Linked DNA regions of Mus musculus: region 2 is linked to region 1. The links are chromatin contacts, called in public Hi-C maps. All regions are on one chromosome and are shown on one strand. The core of a region is the stretch at or near the end of the contact, and the rest is flanking DNA. Distances in the headings are between cores, read along the strand shown.

The links. A called contact is a pair of places that touch in the nucleus more often than the background predicts.
Region 2: a contact with region 1 is called in a Hi-C map of cerebellum, with 1.6 times the contacts expected there. The contact joins the enhancer-like site here to the promoter of Lrrn1 in region 1. A contact is called at or near these places in 7 of 484 Hi-C or Micro-C datasets (cerebellar granule neurons, cerebellum, cortical glia and 3 more), 2 of 115 datasets of contacts at active chromatin or transcription factors (embryonic stem cells and neural progenitor cells) and 2 of 9 other capture datasets (adipose tissue and liver).

What each region holds. Positions count from the first base shown.
Region 1 is chr6:107,528,237-107,531,051 of GRCm38.p6, reverse strand. Lrrn1 (leucine rich repeat protein 1, neuronal) reads right to left here and starts at 1,326. Exons shown (of 2, transcript NM_008516.4): 1 at 809-1,326.
Region 2 is chr6:107,565,840-107,568,539 of GRCm38.p6, reverse strand. Lrrn1 (leucine rich repeat protein 1, neuronal) reads right to left here. Exons shown (of 2, transcript NM_008516.4): 2 at 1-1,549. The coding sequence starts at 1,297. Among named protein-coding and RNA genes, the nearest start is that of Lrrn1, 37 kb to the right of the region's middle. Within about 2 kb of position 1,324, at least 8 of the 459 cell types and tissues checked have an H3K27ac peak or open chromatin away from gene starts, as enhancers often do. A contact at or near this core is called in cerebellum, where this site is marked.

The DNA.
Region 1 (2,815 bases), core at 77-2,576:
CCGCAGGAACCTAGGAAGCACCGAATCAGTAGGCAGCAGCCCACACCCCTCTCCTTGCAGCACAAAGGACACTCGCTGGCAAACTTTCCTAGTCACTGACCCCAGAGCAGAATGCCTGGAAAAGATCAAGACTTCCCTGAAATTTCCACGTCTGTAGCAAGCCTCCTTAAGGGAGCTACCCCTTCTAGGCTCAAAACAGTTTTCTCCTCCTTGGACCACATAACAGTTGAGTATGTTCTCCCCAATGCTCTGACTTCAGTATCCTCAGTGTTTTGTTAATTACACTCCTTGCTCTTTATTCTTAGCATCGTAGCCTCTGCCGAGACCTTTTCCTCTCCCCACAACCTGCCACCTTTCTTTCCTTTTGACCCCATTTCCAACTCCCTGGGTCTTCTGTCTGCTCTCTTCCCAGGTCCCCAGCTTCTTTCCCCTGATCACAGCACCAAGCCTTCTCTTCTCTTTCCCCCTCTGATGGGTCCCTGAGATCCTGGGGCCTCAGCTCCAGTCACTGCCTTTTGCCCATTTCTGTCTGGCCTTTCTTCTCAACTATTGCTCTCGCTCGCCCTGCTTCATTTTGAAGGCAAGAGGGTGATCGGTAGATTCTCCTTTCCCGACTTCGTTTTTCCTCCTTGCTCGAGAAACCGCGCCCCCTTGTTCCCCTTAGCCCTGAGATCTTATCCCGAGGTTTCTCAAACGCAGTAGGGTCCGCCAAGCTGCCAAGTTTGTCTCTACTTCCTCCCTGCTGCCTCCCACACCTCCCGCTGCCTCCCACACCTCCTGCTGCGGCCCAGTTGGTCCGGGCACTTACCCTAAGGCTGGGCTGACAGGGGTGTTGGGGTGCGCACGGAGCGGGTGGTGGTGGCAGCAGCAGCCACTAGCCGGAGGATGAGGACCGGCAGAGCAGCGCCTCCACCCAGCCCGCAGCGCGCACTGGCTCCTTGGGGGACCCCCAGCAGAGCACCAAGATGCAAGGCGAGACAGCCGCGGGAGCAACAGCTGCTGCGCGGGGCTGGGCTAAATCGCGTTCTTGGGGGTCGTGGTAGAGACAGGCGGGAATAGGAAAGAGGGTAGAAGAAATGGGGTGCAGAGGGCGGGGCAGCGAAGGATCGGTCTCAAGGAAGGCGCCCGAGGCGCCTCGGAGTGCGGTGGCAAGGATGCCACTGTCTGGGAGGACGCCGCGGGCCCCGGTCCCCGCCCGACAAGCGCTGCAAACCGGGGCGCACGGCCCTCGCCTGGCTTCACGGCTTGCTGCCGGCGCCCTCCGTGCGCCCCGCTTTGTGCTCCCCGCAGCCGGCGTGCACCTGGTGTAAGCAAAAGCGGTCAGCTGATGGGCTGCGCGCCGATTGGCTGCTTAGCGGTCTCCTCCCCTCCCGCCCGACCCCCTTCCCGGCCTCCCCCTCCCGCCCTCCCGCCCGCTACGCCCGCCTAGGCGCAGTCCCGCGCTGGGGCACCATCTGTAGCCCGCCCAACAAAGGGGCAGCTCGGGCCCGCCACCCTGGGCCTGCCAGATCGCTGCAATGCCACTACAGCCGCTGCAGGGAGCAGAGAGCCACTCCTTTTTTCTTTTTTTCATTTTCTTCTTTTTTAAAAAAATAGGGACGAAAGACTGTGACTGGGAGAGGAAGGCAAGGACAGGGGAAGAACCCTTGTAGGAACGCCATAGTCTCCATGGGACTGCAATGGAGTTTTAAGTATGAGATCTGACCCATCCTTTGGAGATAGTTGGCTATGTGGTGCATACATACATACCCGCAGCTGAAATGGTTAATGCCCTTGCCGAACCCAGGGTAGTTCTGTGACCCTTAATTGCGAGGCAAAGCCACTGTGAAATTCTGGAGGCTTTCTGGAAACAATTCTGAAACTTTGAAACTGTGTAGTGTCTGTTTGGTTAGGTGTGAAACTTGTGTTCACATTAGCAGAGGATTGATTGAAAGTGCAGACTGCAGAGCGGTGTGAGGGCAAGGGTGGTGGGAGGCAGGCAAGAGTGTGGAAGGGAGGGTGGAAGTGGTTGAAGACTAGACCTGAACCAGGGTCTCAACTTCAAAGTGACAATCCAAAGCAAGGTTCAGGAAAAGCCTTTGATAAGTGCTATTGGGGGAATCAGCTTTAAGAGAGAGAGAGAGAGAGAGAGAGAGAGAGAGAGAGAGCATCAGCAACTTTGAGAAAGAGAACCTGATTTTATTTCCCCGGGATACTCAAGTCAAGAAATTCTGGGGAATTTGTGAAAGGATGGACCATGTAGAGACTGCCTTATCCAGGGATCCACCCCATAATCAGCATCCAAACGCTGACACTATTGCATACACTAGCAAGATTTTATCGAAAGGACCCAGATGTAGCTGTCTCTTGTAAGACTATGCCGGGGCCTAGCAAACACAGAAGTGGATGCCCACAGTCAGCTAATGGATGGATCACGGGGCTCCCAATGGAGGAGCTAGAGAAAGTACCCAAGGAGCTAAAGGGATCTGCAACCCTATAGGTGGATCAACATTATGAACTAACCAGTACCCCGGAGCTCTTGACTCTAGCTGCATGTGTATCAAAAGATGGCCTAGTCGGCCATCACTGGAAAGAGAGGCCCATTGGACACACAAACTTTATATGCCCCAGAACAGGGGAACGCCAGGGCCAAAAAGGGGGAGTGGGCGGGTAAGGGAGTGGGGGTGGGTATGGGGGACTTTTGGTATAGCATTGGAAATGTAAATGAGCTAAAATACCTAATTTAAAAAAAAAGAAATTCTGGGGAATTTGGAAGACTACGTTATCACAGAAATTACTTTTGAAGTCGTTAGTGCTAGGAGAGAGATTCAATAAC
Region 2 (2,700 bases), core at 75-2,574, 37 kb before region 1:
TAGGGAATGTATCGTGCGATATCATCGGGAGGCACTGCTCACTTGAGTCCTGGATTAGGACCTCCTTCACCTGCTGCCCCCTGTATTCCGGTGGCATGGCACAGAACATGGAGAGGGGCTCCATGAAGCGAATGTTGGTTTTGTTGGAGTTGATCCAGTGGATGACACAGTCACACCTCAGCGGGTTGCTGTGGATGCTGATCTCACGCAGATTGGGAAGAGATTCCACTGTTTTTTGGTACACGGCATTCAAGGCATTGTTGTTCAACATTAAGCTTTCTAGAGCCGGCACACTACGGAAAGCCAAACGGTGGATGTATGACAGTTTGGGGTTATTGGTTGCTTCGAGCTTTGTCAATTCTGGCAAGTTATCCAGGGCATAGCGGTCCACGGAAACCAGCTCTCCCATGTTGTTGATTCCCAGTTCTTTTAACCGAAGCATATTTTTAAAGTCTCCTTCTTGGATTTTGTGAATAGGATTTTTATTGAGGTCTAAAAATTTCAAATTTGGAACTTTTTGCAGGGCAAGTTGAGGGACTTTGATCAGTTTGTTGTCATAGAAAGACAGGCTCTCGAGGCTATCCAAGCCTACCAAGGCGTTTCCGGGAACATCAGTGAGGTACATTCCTGCTAACACTAGGCTTCTCAGGTTGGAGAGAGGTCTGAAGTTCATGTCCAGGATTCCAATCACAGGGTTTTCCCCAATCATGAGAATTTCCAGGTTGGGAGTGGAATCAAACCAGCGGCTATCGATCACTTTCAACTTATTGGAATTCAGGTGCAGCCTCAAGAGATTTTTCAAGCCAGAAAAGGCGTTGGCAGAGATTGTGCTGATCTGGTTGTGGTTGATGTAGAGTTCTTGAAGGTTGCTGAGGTCTTGCAGACAGTAATCCGTCATCTCTGAAATCTGATTTTCCTCTAGATGCAGGGTTGTGAGCTGGGTCAAGTTTGCCAGCCCTACCTCTTTGATGTTTGTAAAGTTGTTCTGGGAGAAATCCAGCTCGGTCAAGTTGAAGAGCTGCTGCAGCTCGTCCACGGTCTTGGCGATGTTATTGCTCTGTAAGAGAAGCACTTGTGTGTCACTAGAGAGGTTGCCAGGGATCCTGGTTAGGCGGAGGTCATTACAATCCACGGTGGTGGCTTCTCTGTAGGTGGACTGTGGGGTAAACCAAGGACGAATTTCACAAACACAAAGCTGGGGACACTCACTAGTCAGTATGGAAGATTCAGTTAATGAAGTTATCAGCAAGCCCAGCACCACCTGGCAAGCTGCTTTCCCAGTGCTCAATCTGGCCATGGTGGCTTGCCAACCACACCCAGTTCCTGACCGAGATCTGAACACGATTCAGTGGCAAGGAGAACAGCAAGCAGATAGTGTAAACATTCAAGCAAGTCTCACTGGAAAAGAATTCCGGAGTCTGAAGGTTTTTCTGAACTTCCCAAGAGGCAGGAAGCAATCTGAAGTCCTTGAACCGTATCACTCAATGCCAGGCATGTGCACAGGTCCTTGTGGGAGTTACTTCAGCCAAATCAAAGTCTGGAGACGTGTCTGAAAATCAGATCAGGGGAGATGTTATGCTTATTGTGTAGACTGCCTTTTGTTTACTACAAAGGGTATAGTCACTCATATAGCTGAAGAAATGTGTTCAGAATGCTTGCAGAATATCCACGCAGACTCTGAGCCTTAGGATGCTCTTATTATGGCCCACTTATTGCACTAACACTAGCTAGAACTCCTTTATCTTTATAATTAGAACCGCACATACTTTAGGATAGGCATTAAACACACACTCATACTTGAAATACCCAGGAAAACCTAAAGATACCATTTATTTAAAAACCAAGATTATTTTAGAAAGTCCATGTTTATGTTTCTAAAAAGATGAACAGACACTCTTAGTAAAACCAAAACATGGATGGTAGTTCATGAAAGATTCTGGGAATCTTAAATTATCTGTGATATTTTCATTAATACAACATTTGTTTTCAGAGACTCTTTCTCCTCCAAATGCTACATTCTGTAGACACATTCAGCAAGACTGTTCCAAGTTCAAATACTTATATGTAAGAAATTAATTTAGCAAAGCTATGGAAGGAAAATAGCAACTATATTTTATTCTACTCTATTCCCCTATATTCTAATAACCATCTGATCTTGGCTGAATAAAGCAGTGACTACTATGCCTCTCTACAAATTTTTTATAAACACACAAATGTATTCAATATGTACATGTTAAAATATGTCTCAAGCAAGAAACAGATGTGTGGAAGAACACTAGCAGGGTGAGAATCTAACTTCAATCTCTAGCACTGAAAAAGAAATATGTATATACCTAATATCTATGTTTTAATTAGCTCCTTGGAATTTCACTGTCTACTTAACAGCCACAGGCCAAGGATAGGTTATATCGTCTCTCAATTTATTCAATTACAAAATAGGGTTTCTCAGCAAGGAGTCTTACATTCTTATTGAAGAACTGAATCTGTTGCAAAGCAAAAACTAGAAATTTATATAAAACTCTGTGTGTGCAATATTTGGCACATATTAAATGCTCATAAAAGTTGTATTTGTCATGTATTGTCATGTTGTTGTGTTACTATGCATGTGGTCTTAGCTAAATAGTAGTTCTCAGAGGACAAATATCTGATCCTATTGACTTAAGTATTGGTTTTAACAAAATACCAGGTAGAGTCTGTGTC